2 separate regions of the Mus musculus genome follow, and region 1 is linked to region 2. A link is a contact called in public promoter capture Hi-C data. All regions are on one chromosome and are shown on one strand. Each heading gives the region's core, a stretch centred on a gene start, on an enhancer-like site or on the middle of the called end of the contact. The rest is flanking DNA. Distances are from core to core; before and after follow the strand shown. Region 1 holds the start of Mis18a (MIS18 kinetochore protein A). Region 2 holds the start of 4930590A17Rik (RIKEN cDNA 4930590A17 gene).

The links. Promoter capture Hi-C pulls out the DNA fragments that hold promoters and counts their contacts.
Region 1: a contact with region 2 is called in a promoter capture Hi-C map of hippocampal neurons, with 5 times the contacts expected there. The contact joins the promoter of Mis18a here to the promoter of 4930590A17Rik in region 2.

The regions. Positions count from the first base shown.
Region 1 is chr16:90,723,692-90,731,073 of GRCm38.p6, forward strand. It overlaps Mis18a (MIS18 kinetochore protein A), which reads right to left and starts at 3,680. Exons shown (of 5, transcript NM_025642.1): 1 at 3,335-3,680; 2 at 2,602-2,668. The coding sequence starts at 3,581. Gm17518 (a long non-coding RNA gene) reads left to right here and starts at 3,729. Exons shown (of 2, transcript XR_876238.3): 1 at 3,729-3,980; 2 at 4,629-6,269.
Region 2 is chr16:87,905,050-87,912,303 of GRCm38.p6, forward strand. It overlaps 4930590A17Rik (RIKEN cDNA 4930590A17 gene), which reads left to right and starts at 4,222. Exons shown (of 6, transcript NR_155304.1): 1 at 4,222-4,312; 2 at 5,658-5,742. All of the region lies in intron 15 of Grik1 (glutamate receptor, ionotropic, kainate 1), which reads right to left.

The DNA of each region.
Region 1 (7,382 bases), core at 2,430-4,929, 2.8 Mb after region 2:
CTCCTTCACATGGGACCTGTTACCACTAAGTGTCTGTTCTTGACATCATACCAAAGGGAGCCACTGAAGAGCCAGGCAAGGCAAGACAGACATGGAGATGCTTTCTAATTATCACAACAACATATGGAACAAAGGTCAAAACATCACCACCAGGTAAAATTTCACTAGTGATAGAACTGGTTAAGCTATCTGCCACTCATTCGGTATTGTTTCCATGGTGTGTTTAAAAGACTTCCCATAAGATATGTCGATATATCTTGGGGTTGAGGGACTGGGTGAGAGCCTAAAAGCAGCACTACTCTTGCAGAGCACCTGAGTTGTTCCCAGAATCTACACAGCAGCTCACAGGGTTATTGGGCTTACACTTCCATATTGTAGTCCATCGGTGAAGGAAGTCAGGACACAAACGCAAAGGGGGCAGGAACCTGGAGGCAGGAGCTGATGCAGAGGCCATGGAGGGGTGCTGCTTACTAGCTTGTTCAGCCCGCTTTCTTACAGTACGCAGGGCCATCAGCCCAGGAGTGGCCCCACCCACAATGGGCTGGCCCCTCCCACAATGGGCTGGGCCTCCCCATGGATCACTAGTGAGGAAAAGGCTTTCCAGGCTTGCCTACAGCTCAACCTTATGGAGGCTCTTCCTCACTGAGGTTCCCTCCTCCTCTTCAGATAGAGCTAAACTAACATAGAACTAGGCAGGATAGGTTCTTTATCATAGTCCACACTAATCCAGACCCTAGAACACCCTTGGGGAACAGTAGGGAGTAAGCGGCCACTATCATTGGGCCCAATTCAGCTTATCATTGAACAAGACTTGAGAAGCAACACGAGGCACTATAAAGCAGCTTTAAACAAGAACTGGCTCAATTGTAAGACCCTCCTCGGTAAAGGACAGAAATCAGGAAAACAGAGATAGTACTGCTAGCTCTATAGGCGGCTTCTGAAGCCCATCCCATGCCTTCGTTGACCACTATAATGACTTAGCCAGATGTTCAGTAGAAAGGACCTTCTGAAAAACGTAAAAGCATCCCAAAGCAACACAGTATTTCACAGGGCCCTGGTGAAACAAACCCAAGACAATTTAAGGCAATACAAACAACGGGTTGAGGCCATGCAAGCAAAGAGCTCAAGTAACCCCAGATCACTGACAGGGAAAGGCGGCTCCTTCTCAAATCTCTACCAATCTGAAGCCTGGTCAGTGGGAACACAGTCAGTGCAGAAGAGTGGACCTGCTACACAGACCTGACACACATGGAAAAGGAGCTGACATTAAAAGACTCAAGACGGGAAGCAGAACACCTCAGAGGGAGGAAGGCAATGCCCCGATCCCTGTAAGACTTACTGTAATCAGTGCTCTAGCCGAGGGGAAGCTAATTCCTTGGGCTCGTAGCCTTTGGCCACAAAATAAAATATCACCTAAAGTTGAGATTTGGAGAGATGGCTCAATGGTTAAGAGCACTGGCTGCTCTTGTAGAGAGAGAGCCAAGTTCAACTCCCAGTACCCACAGTGCAGCTCACAACTGTCTGTAACTCCCAGTTCCAGAGGATCCAATGCCCTCTTCTGACCTTCCTAGGCACCAGGCACACACATGGTGAACATACATACATACTTGCAAAATACTCATACATAGAAAATAATAAATTTAAAAATATATGAAATTGAGATTTCCAAGCTTGAAATCAGCTACTTGCCAACAACATAATCTGTCACACCCATATCATCTTTATCAATGTCAATGCAATTTCCCTGCCAGTTTCTATAACACTTATATTCGAATATTACTAAAACCATTATTAAAACCTTCAAGTCAGTCCCACCTCTTGATTCTCTGATTGAGGTACTACCTGAACTAGTTTCTACACCTCAGCAAGACACGGCTCCTCTCTGGGGTAGCAAACATAAAAGGCAGAGCTTTCTACTCAGTCTGCTGAGGACAGCACTTGCCAACACTAGTTAGTAGTCAGCCGTGACAAGTTATCTGTCCCCTCGGCCCCAGCACATGGAACCTGGGACTAGTGACTTACAGCCACAGATGGCCTGTCTGCGTAGCCCAGTCAGCTGTGGGTGTGGGCTCTGTATTAGTATTTTCTGTCTGCCAGTACAAGGAAGAGACAGGCAGCACTGGGACAGGAATAGGACACTTTCAACTTGGAGATTTTAAGATAGATATTTTCTGCTTTACTTTCCATTTTCTTTGGCACCAAACTCAGAGCCCTAAAAATCAGTGTTAAATACACTTTCAGAATCTTAGAAACTCCCACTTTCCGATCTTAAGGGGCTATCACCATCAAATAATGGATCCTTTCTTCTTTTCAATGCATTCAATTACCATGAAAAGTTATATCTCAAGCAATCTCACAGAACGGTCGGTAGAAGATTTTTCCTTAAAATTAAAGTTTTCAGCCGGGCGTGGTGGCGCACGCCTTTAATCCCAGCACTCGGGAGGCAGAGGCAGGCTGATTTCTGAGTTCGAGGCCAGCCTGGTCTACAAAGTGAGTTCCAGGACAGGCAGGGCTATACAGAGAAACCCTGTCTCGAAAAACCAAAAATAAATAAATAAAATAAAATTTTCTCTCACATATTCACATAAATATCTTACTTACCAACCGTCTTCATCTCTGCACTTGGACAGTTTCGGTTCCTTATCCACAGAGACGTTACAGGAGACGCCTGGAAAGAGAGTCGCAACACTTTGTTAGTGTGGTTTGTTGTTACACACCTGCAGACAGGAACTTTTAACTCAACTTTAACTTGTATTTTAGAGGACTAGGGGAAAAAAAGAGCCCAAAGACTGGTGGGAAGTGGGGTACTCCCGTGGTTCAGCACTAAAGGGATGGGGGCCTTCTGGGAGAAGAGGTGGAACAAGGATTACTTCACATCCTTTTCTGAAAACCAGTGGGGTTAAGAGATAAACAAAATGACCCAGCGAAGAGCATTGGGACTCACCCAGTAAAGACATCGCCTACTCTGTGGCCATATACCATACACTTATTTAATCGTCCCCGTTATCCCATCATTATCCCTCGTTTTGGAGACGAGAAACTTGAGGCACAAGCAGTTGAACAGACTGCCCAAGGACACTAAGCTAAGTCCCCAAAGCAGCTGACAGAGTCCGTCAGATGTGAAAACACTCCCCTGAAGGAAGCACCTTCCTAAAACGTCAGGATGACGCTCAACCGCTGCCCTTGGGGGGCATGGAAGACCCAGGAAAAAACTTGTCACTCGTGAGCCACCCACAGGGACGCCTCTCCTGCGGTTTGCTGGGACAGCTCTCGTCCCCACCCCAGCCCCCGCAGCCCCAGGAAACCCCGACGCAGGAGGGCGGCCCGAACTGACTGCGCAACAGGATGCAGTTGGTGTCCTCCTGGCTGGCCACCCAGGTGAGCGAGTCGCCCAGTGGCCGGCGACAGCGGGCACAAAGGAACACCAGCGGGTTCTCCGCCGCGGCCGCCTTCTCCTCAGGCCGTTCCTTCTCTAGCCCTAACGCGTCTGCGCTCGACATGTTTGCCCACTTCTGCAGCCGCAGGTAGCGGCTCGAGTCTTCCGACAGACGCTTCTCCAGCAGGGGGGACTCGCTCGACATAGCCAGGCGGTTTTAACCACAAGCGGTCAAGGAACATCCCAGAGACCAGGAAGCAGCCATGACATACGAATTTGCCGCGCCCCGGAACCTCACGGGAATAATACCTCTGCGCATGCGCAAGGTGCAAGAGGCGGGGCACCGCCCGAAGGGGTGGGACCTGAAGAAGGGCCCGACTGCATCGAAGGCGCATGCTCGCCATCTGACCGGCGCGCGAGCCGCGCTCACTGCGCTTGCGTCCTGCGGTCTTCCTGAGCGAAAGCTGGTGAACTGGGGTGCTGGGGTGCTATCTGCGGGCATTTCAGCTCCTTCCGCCGCTGCTGAGAAAGTTGAAGGCTTCGAATTAAATGAGTAGCAGCTCACCTAGTTCCTCCACACTGTTAGCGGGCATGCCCGTGCTGGGTAAGCAGACCCATCTTCACGGAGCCGAAAGTGGACCCAGGAATTCCAAGCGGTGTACTGCAAGTCACATCTCTGATTCTAGCCCGTCTGCTCCCGGAGACCCGCTTTCCTACATCTAGAAAAAAACAGGGGTCTGTGGCGAGCCAAAGACGCCCCCTGCCTCAAGGACCCAGCGTTACTGAGACTAGCACTGCAAGGAAAAAATATGAGAAGCTGGAGGGGACAGCATCGCTGTGGCTACAGAGTGGGCGTGTGTCTGGGTCAGAGTATGGTTCACCCTACTCCAGGGCGGGAAGGACGGTCAGTCTAAAGAAAGTCAGCTTTTGATTTCAAAGACCACAGGCTAGAGGGAAGGCGCGCCACCACGAACAGCCTGGATGCATCAGTAAGAAACAACACGCAAAGACCACCATATCCCCCTCCCCCCCCCCCCCCCCCCCAGTCACACTACCCAGTTCGCTTCACTAAACTACATCACACTTACCACCTATTTTCGTATCTCTGGCCACTAGCAAAAAGTTTCAAATCCTAAGTCGTTGACCTGACCGAGGTGGTACCAGGCTGGAAACTAGAAAGGCTATTTTGCCTTCTCTGAATATGATTTTGACTTTCTGTTTTTTGAATCTTTTTTTTTTTTTTTTTGTCCAGGCTGCCCAGGAATTCATTATGTAGCTCACCCACAGTGATCCTCCTGCTTCAGCCTCCCACATGCTAGGATAACAGCCCAGCCCAGAGGCAAAGAAATGACTCCTTTTGGAACCTATTTCAACAAGTCCCTGAGGCGTATCGACCTTTAACCGCCAGGAATCCTGTGGTCCTGCTTGAGGTGTGCCAAGACGGAACGGAGCAAAGAATACCATAAACCAACAGACTTTGCAAATACACTGGAAGGTACACCAATAGGCAGATTACAGCAAAGCAGTGGGACCCTGCTGTAGACCCTGATGCTACCTGGCCATACTCTTAGCATTTTGGTTATAAGCTGGGGAATCTGTTTGTACACATTAAAGTATTTAACTAATAGTCAGAAGGATATGGCCACATACAAGGGAGGGGAGTAAATGACCACGGAGGGGACTCAAGGTAACCCCAAATTACTGGGCTTTGAACTTCCAACCTCTCCACATCACTGATGCTCTGATCCTCCAGCTAGCCATTGTAGTCTCTTCTTCTTTCCTGGAAATTTCCTTTAAAGTTCCAAGATCCCCAGTGGATGCAGGAAATAGCAGACGTTGCCAAACACTCTAGAACCAATGTTTTGTTTTGCTGAACTAGGTGTGGTGGGAAGGGAGGGGAAGGAAAAGACAGGAGAAAGGACAGATAGAGGAAGCAGGAGGAGAAATGAATGGATGAGGCCTTGAGCATCTTCCTGAACAGATTGTGGGTTCATTTTTATTTGCATGTATTTAAGGGGGAACATGAACATGCTGGAGGTCAGAGGACAACTTGAAGCCTCTTGTTTTCTTCCTGAGGATTGAACTTGGCCTTGCTACCGAGCGCCTCTGACCTCTGAGACATCACACCAGCCCGAGTTATGGATGTGCAGAACCACACAGGCAGCTGAGGGAAACGGGAAGCTAACAACCGCTGATCACGCTCACAGGCTGATCCTAATTGCTTGCACTGCCTAACGCTTGCACACCACAGTGACAATAAGATGTGATTGCAGGTCCCGGAAGCTGGTGGCTTACTTCCCTAGCTGGCAGGTTTGATTGCAGCTATTCAAAGACCATTTAGATGTGTGCATGTGTCTAGGATCCAAATGGTACCCAAGTCTGCCTTCCCTGACCAACCAGCACCAGGAGAAGGATACACTGTCCCCTCAGCCCCCAGGGACTTGCCACCCACTGTTAGATCCCTTCTTAGGGGATATAACACACTAAGGGATAAGCAGAAGTCAGATGGGCTGACATATCTGTATTCCAGAAGAAACTGAGGAATGTGTCTCAACTTCTTAAAAGTCCTCAGAGTCGGGATATTCTTTAAATAGTGTTTCTTCTCTCTTTCATTTAATGAGTGGAATCATGATTTCCCAGTCCCCAACTGAACCTTGGATCTCGTGAATGTTAAAAACAAGTAGCGGGGAGCTGGAGAGATGGCTCAGCGGTTAAGAGCACTGGATGCTCTTCCAAAGGTCCTGAGTTCAATTCCCAGCAACCTTATGGTGGCTCACAACCATCTGTAATGCAATCTGGTGCCCTCTCCTGCCATGCAAGGCATACATGCAAGGCAGAACACTGTATGCATGATAATAAATAAATAAGTAAATAAATAAATCTTTAAAAAGTAGGCAGAACACGTAGTTTCCAGCAAAACTGCAACAGAGTGGAGCTGAGAAACCCACACGTTCTCATCAGTCTATTTCATTCTGAAATGAACAGCCTGAGGTCCACGGGGCTCAAAGCAACTAGCAGAGGAAGAGAGCCTGGACTGTTAAATATTGAGAGCACACACCCCCTTCTAAGAAAGTAGCCCCCTTACCTCACAGAAACACCTAGAAAAGAACAATGTCGCCGTCCAGACCTTGCTTATGATTTTAAAGGGAAAGAAACAATGCTGGCAGCCAAGGTCTTAGAGGTAAACAGGTCACTGTTATCTCAAAGCATCGACCTTCACAGGAGTATTAGTTTTTCCTAATGCCAAAAGGTGGGAGAAGATGTTTAATTTGCCCCTCCCAACCCCTGTTCTTAAGACTATTGTCACACCAATAACTTTGCCTTAGCAATTAGTAATCCAATAGACAAAAGGGAAAACTTCAAACTTACTTAAGTTATGTTCAGTTAGAAAGGAAGGAAGGAGAAGACCTATAATCTGCAATAACTCTTATCTATAATAACTATAACATCCACAATATATACCTATAATATCTACATATATCATAATATTTTATCTATAATAACTCAGTTTAAAATACCTACACAAAGATGTAAAGTTCTTCCCTACACCCCACCTGACCTGGACTTGGAAAATAGATCAGTCATCAAAGTTCTTGCCATACAAGAATGGGATGAGAAGCAGTTTGAGCCTCAACCCATGTTTAAAAAACAAAACCCAGGCAGCACTAAATGAACATGGGTCCTGTGGTTGAAGTCCGGTTCTCATGCTCTCCAAACAAGCAACACTTTATGAGAAGAACCAATTCCCTAACAAAAACAGGGTCACACAGGCATGAAATTATTCCAAGTCACATGAAAGTTTTTTTTTTTTAAGTTCTGTTCCTTACAGAAAGGTTCTAAATGGAGCCAAGAGTTTCCCGCTTCAATAAAACCCAGATATTAACATTGGCAAAATGCCACTCATCAACCAAATATAAATTTTTCTGGACTGTTGTTTTTAAAACAAAAATCCCAAACGTTCGAGTTACCAAATGAAGTCTCGGGAGCCAGAGGCTGTGGTGAAAGC
Region 2 (7,254 bases), core at 2,972-5,471:
GCATCGTGTAGACTTTGCAAAGGTCAGCAACTCTCCTTGAAAGGGATACACTTTCACTATAGCATAAGCCACTCACAGTAGCTTTCTTGTCTCTGGAGTCACTGCATGATACCAGGATAGCTCATTCCTCAAAACTTTTGCTTCTCTCTGGCTTTCAGCCCTGCATGGCATGATCTTATAGGGAGTCTTTCATGAGAAGGGCCTGGTCTATTTTTTTTATTGTTTTTTTTTTTTTTTCCAAAGCTTTCCATAAATGAGGTAGGGCATGAAAATAAATTTGCAAAAGCGTTTTCCTCCTCTGTAGAATGGCTAGCTCTACCATTGACTCAGAAGTAGGGTTTTAATTGCTTGTAGTGCTTGTTCATGGTGTCTTCAATTCGGAAGCACCAACTTGTATCTACTGTGGTGGACATGCATTTTCTTGAGCTATCAACTAACATGTTAAAAAGTGTGTTTTTTAAAAATATGATTCCATTAAGTAAGAAGCCATAACTCAGCTTGATGGTTTTCTATGAGACCTTTGTCAGATCAAGAAAATCCACTTTTGGTTGGAGATGTTTTCTTTTGGTTAATAGAGCAGCTAACTCAGGCCTCTCTTTACTGCCTCAACCTGTTCTTCCAACTTTTCTTTCTGAAGGCAGTCTGGAACTAGGAGAGGTGTCTAAAGGGCTTGGGAGCCACTATTATCTGACCACTTCCTGGTTGTTCAGCTTTCACTGGTGTGACATCTGTTACTTCGGGGACATTGCTATATCTTGGCTAAGTCACTTGAGATACCTGTGGCTCTAATGGTCTCTTAATGCGCTATGTGTCTTCTCACCCAACCTCTACCAACCTGCTATGATTCTGTAAACCCTCCAACAGGCTTTTTTTTTTCCCTGAAGGAGGGCATGATATTTTTGGTATTGTCTCTGTTGTAACTTTGAGAAAGTCTTTTTGAAGCCCTCCATAGACTGGCTGGCTATATATTGGTGTTCTGCCACTCTAGAGACAGTCAGATGGAAGATTTCTCTATAAACCATACCACTTCCTAGATTCTCCATATTGAAGCCAATGAGGTATTTCTTTTCACCATTCCCTAAGGCCTCTTCTGAGATTTCCTTCTTTTCTGTTCTGTCTTGAGTTGGGAGTAGACTCTGGAATGGTCTTTAGAAATTCAAGTAGCATCTAAGCATGAGTAGTTTCCTCTCAGCGCCGTCTTTTCTTCCAATGGTGAGAAATTGGGGAAGGGGAGCAAAGTAAGATAGGAAAACAGCATTGTCTATGTTCCCCCAGTGTCTGAATTTGAATTGCGGCTACTTATAAACTACTCAAATTAGGACTGTTGATTTATTCAGTGAAACATCTAGATCCCGTGGTAAACGTCCTGCATCCCAGGCCTGCTGGGTTATATATTTGAAGTCACTTGGTTCTCAAACGGTTGACTGCTCTCTATCTCGATAAAGCAAATACGGGGAGGGCAAGGTGATGGAAAACAAATGCAGGCTCTCCCTTTCCTCTCTCTTTCCCAGTCTTCTTAGGTTCTGCTTTCAGACTTGGGTCCTACCACGTAGGGTCCTACCTGCCCTGTTTGTTTCTCCTTTACCAGTTTGTATGTCATCAATTCTATGCTTCCAAGAACTGTCTATGTGCATGCCTCTTTGTCACTCTCTGTCTCTGCGTCTCTGTCTGTCTGTCTCTGTCTCTCTGGGCTTCTGACTCTCTCTGTGTGTATGTGTGTGTGTGTTGATTTAATATATAGGTTCATTATAGTTGAGGATGATCCGCTTCTGCAGTGTCACTGTTTGGAACAATTTGCATAAGTTCTGTTGTATGGGCATCTCCTCACTCTTGATGCTGTGTTGTCTGACTGGATCTTTTTCTGTCCACAGAAGGCCTTTCACTGAACTGTACTGCCAGGGCAATGTAATCCCACTTATTAAAAATGTATTATGTTCAGCAGATACACAGAGCCATCTTAAAACACATATGCTAAGGGTTTTATTTCCACTCTACTTTTGATATGTTATTTCCTTTCCATTTTTCTAGTATATTTTATTTATTTATTTATTTATTTATTTATTTATTTATTTATTTATTGAGATAGTAACCTCAAATTCTGTCTAAAGTTGAGGGAACAGGTTGGGGAAAGCAAATTCACTCCATCAGAGTTCCATGCCCATTGAACAGCAGTATGGGGAACTGAACTGTTTTAATTCTCAAGACTAATTTAATTCTATTGGGTCACATAGGATATTTAGAGTAGGGTTTATAAGACAGCATTATTTATGTATGGAAGGAGGGATTTGTAGATGAATACTAAATGGCTCCTCATTTCTGTGATACTAGTGTTTGGGTTTCTATGGAAAGGCAGTCTTTCCACCAATACAAAAACAACTGGCTCCTGTATCATTTGTTAAATAAGTTGATCAGACCAAAGAGGAAACAACGGAGCTGTGGACACTGTAAAGTACATAGAAAGGTGCCAGACTCTGGCAGACTCCTTGTGCACAGCAGTTTCTTAGTTTCTGTGGTTGTAAACTCTTGGGAGATCAGATCAGGGAAAGCCTTCTGTTTAGAAGCTAATTATTTCATATTTAAGATAGTTAAATTTGAAAATGTCAATTGGAAATTTGGGAAGAAAGGCAACTTCGGCTAAGTTTATTCAACTGTCTTCATTGTTGAGGAAACTACAGTAACTTCCCTCAATCCCTCTGCTTTCCATTAGTAGTTTTGCTGCACACACATTGTGAGGCCCAGGCCCGCTGTTAGGTAGTTTAGGCATCAGTTGGTTTCAGCCTTCTGTCAGTGAAGTTCAAGTTTGGCAAGGTGCGAAAGCATGGGGCGGTGCAACTGCAGGGTTGGCTTGCTCTTCCCAGCACGTTCTAACCCTTGTAATTAGAAATGCTTTGAAAAGTTAAGAAAGAACCTTCTTGCCCATATCGCCAGTTTCTGTGGAAGGAATTTTGAAAGCCGAAACGATTTTAATTCCTGCGCATCTGGACATAACAATCCACAGAGGGGTGAAGCTTAGTGAGGTAGTTCCTACAGGTGAGCTACAATGTCAGCAGGAAGCAGGGGCCCTTTACTCTCTGCGAGAGATTAATTTATGGTGCCTTTTGCAGCAACTAGGTGTACAGAAAGCAGTACAGGAAAATTGTTTTCTTTCCCTTTGCTTCTCCGTGTTCAGGCTTCCTAGCAAACAGACCTTGTAGTATAAACACCACATGCTTGTACATTAATTGGAATTCACTGTAGTATTGCATTATGACTCATAAACAATATAACATAATGCTTGTCAAATACAGTGAGGATTTTTGAGAATGATTTTTTGAATAAGTTTATAATCATAGGAGTCCAGCCAATTTTCATATTGTTTATGTAGTTTTACTGAAAAAAAAAATGTTAAAATTCAATTTGTAATTTTAGTCTAAAACAGCAAAGTACAATATGAAGCTTTATTATTTTTCTTCTTTGAATTAGGTGACTGACAGACTTATGAAGAAACAAATTAATATAATGTTATTATTATTGATGCCTTCGTCCAATCTTTTAATGCCATTCTGCCTCTCTGCTTGACTTTAAGTAGTAATTTAAAAATATAACTCACAGCCTGCTACTGTTGTAAATGGAAATGCTTTGAAAGGTTAAGAAAGAACTGTCTTGCCCATATCGCCAGTTTCTATGGAAGGAATTTTGAAAGCCGAAAAATTGTGTTATAAAAATTGATGCTTACCATCTAACTTAACAAAACTGCTATGTTCAAGGGAGGATTTTTATTTATTTATTTATAAGAGCCCATGTTTGCCAAGTGCTTTAAAGTAAAGCAGCTGTACTCAGGATTATTGTGAAATAAATTTATGTTAAAAAAAAAAAACTATCAAACAATCCTTAGCATTCAAGAGAGTTCAAGACTCATGTGTATGTCCTGATTTTGGAGAAAATTAATACATTCAAGTTAACTTTAATGGAAACCAATGCAGAGAGTGAATTTTAAATATTCATTTTCAGGCTTGGTGAAACCTGCCAATTCCTGGCTGTGCCCACCAAGTGAACACACGAGTGTGAGTGTACGAGCTGCAGATCCCTCCTCCAGATGACTGTGATTTACACTAAATTCTCTGAACCAATGGTGCAAATATCGTTTGATGGCTTTTGTTCTAGATTTCACTTGAAACGAAATGGACCCGGTAGAGGTCAATGTGGTCTCAGCAGTTATTGCCATGGCAACAAGAACTGGTTGTTAGAAGGTTGGACAAAAGAAGAGGAGAAGTAGAAAAAAAAATCAACAAAGGCCCAAGTCAGCAACAACCTACTTACTTGATCATTCTGAGTAAGGATGGATCTATGTTTTACCAATAAATGTTGAGATTATCAATATCATGAAGTTTCTGTCTTAAAGATACACAATTTTTCTTGGATTCTCCACATAAATGGTCCATTATATATCAAATGCCAAATATGCCTGTGTATGTATGTATGTATGTATGTATGATCTGTCACTTAGAATTAGTAGCTCCATTTTTGGTTTGAGTCAATTCATACAAAGCAATGATTAATCGGGATCCAACTTCTTATTTAAACTACTGATTAGATAATTGAGTCATAACTTTACTTGACTACGAGAAACAACTGAATGTCTCAAATGATTGCAGTTGCCTTGCCCTAACCTCGCACTAGAGTTTACTGTCTGGAGAGACTGCTCAAAGCTACTCCTATAAATCCTCATATCTTCCTCATGCAGGCCCTTCCCTTGAGTGTAGTGACTTGGCTGTTCATTTTAAACACGTGCTCGGGGAAAATTGGACAGTGTTTGATTATTTATATTCTTAATCCCATTTTCTTTAAGATGCTGATCATTTTCTGACTGCTTATGTGACCAGAGAGAAATATTTAATTATTCTATAGGATGCCATATTTAATATAAAGACTAAAGTAGTTTTATGTTCTATGCCATGATGTGATTTCAGTGTTCTCATGATAGATTTAGAGAGTGTCATATGGGGACAGAGGTCTTGCCAGTTGCTTCATAGAAAAGACACTATGACCTAAGGGCATGAGAGATACTGAATAGGTTGAAATTTTTTCATCCATGATACCATATTGAATATACTAAACTACCACATGGTGAGGGAATGTTGAGTTTGGTTCCCTCTGTGTTATTTATCCATGAAAACCTCATTAAGTGCTTGCCAGTGGCACCTATTTTGATAAATAGTTCTTCAAAGCAACCTTGTGCTCTTAGGTAACCTTCTAGTGTTAGATGTTTGAAAACGGAAGCTGGAAAATATTTAGCCACTGAAACACAGCGATTCCACACAATGAAGTCACATGTGGCTGTGCTTGAAGCAGAGTTTGGACAACTTATAAAATTCTCTATTAACTGTATTTCCATGACTCAAGGTTCTGGACTCCAATATCCATTACTTCTGATAGTAAAGCTGAATTAAAATCACACAAAGGATCAAATGTGATGTGTGTATAAACATTTCGAAAGCTATAAAGTACTAAGTAAATGTCAGAATTAGAGAGCATACAGTCTAAAACAAACCCAAAATGTCATTTATTTATTTATCTAAAATTTTTTTTGAGACAAGTGTCCTGTGACCCAGGCTTCCCTTAAACTCAATATGTAGTTGATCCTCATTTTCTAATTCTCCAGCTTTTACCTCTTGCAGGTTGGGGTTATGGTCTTGTGTCACCATAGATGGTTGTATGCATAACTGGGACTGAGAAGCACCACACAAGCCCCAAGTGAGCTAGGTAAGCATTCTCCAAATGAGCTCTATCCCAAGCCCTCCTAATGCTAACTTTGGAAGGAAATTGCTTCTTTACTCGTCTCTGAATCAAACTTAAGAATGGTCTATGCAGGAAAGTGAATTTTGCTAGTTATTGCCAGTTTGAGTTTTCTGTATCATCAGTCACTCAGAAAATTTTATAGCCACTTTGATGTATTAAATAGATTTTGGGAAATAAACTTAAGCACCTTGTGGATTCTGTCTGCTGAATCAATAAGTCATGAAACTAAGACTAGTGTATCCTTTATCCTGCCCGGTAATCTGATTCTATTGATCCTGAAAATGTGAATTCCGATTAGAGACACACAGCAGCCTTTCCCCACTTCAATAAGAGTAAATAAATAGTAATATGATTTTTAGGCATTTTCATAAGGGCTAATTTATTTAAAGAACAAGGCTGAGAAGCAATCAGTGTAGGAGTCAATTGTTCTGATCATGCTTTACTGAGGAAATATAAAGTTGATTGGAAGGAGCTGTGACTAAGATCCTAGAACCCATTTAAAGCTAAGCTAGAAGGTCATGCAGCATGATTGTCCAGATGCCAAAACCCTCCTTCTCTGGAGTGTATTCTAGGAGATCGCTTGAGAAGTCAAGAGGAAATCTGACAGAGAGCAAAGACCAAAATTCCATACTGAAAGGGGAGGAAATGCAGCTCGATTTCCCTCCTCTCTGCCAGGAGGGAATGAACTCAGTGCAAACAGCAGACACTCTCTGTCACACCACATCAAGCATGCCACTGGCTTTCTGTGTCACCAAGCTGAGGTGGCCTGGGGATTGTTCACTTTGAATGCAGGTAGAAAATAAATCTGCAGAGATCCATGACTAACGCGTATGGAAATTGTCTCTGGTATTTATTTTCTCCCCCTTGCCCGTCTTTACGGCACATTTAGAATGTATTAATGATGGTGATGCATCCAGGGACATGAATGTGAACTTGGCAAGGCTCAGAAAAGATGGCTTTAAGAAGAACTACTCTATCTTAGGTGAGTGGGAAGAAAGTGCAGTGAAGTTTGTATGGGAAGATGCTCATCACTGTCCAGGGTGAGTGAGGGTGAGCCGCAAATGGAAGATGTCATGAATTAGTTCATCGTGTAAGACTCTGCTTGGCTCTTCCAGGAAATAGTACATGGCTTGAAACTAATCAGGTTCTCTGTGGCTCTACACCTACACAAGACTGCTATTTGCTCTTTGAAAGCCTGATGTTGCTGAGTTTCTGTCCAGAAATCATTTTTTTTTTGACTGTGCCCCACATCCCTGAGAGAGGCTCAGGTTAGGTCATTCCCCTTTGAATTCAAGTTTAACCATTATTCTTTCAGTGATGGTTTCTGAATCTTTAAGAGCCAAGACACCTTTGAAGTTTTGGGTAAATACTTCATTTAAAATCTTGGGACCAATTTAGTTAAAAATTAACAGTGTTATAGAGTTACTGGCATACTTGTTGAAAAGACATGGCTATAGAAATTTTGAAATATGTAGG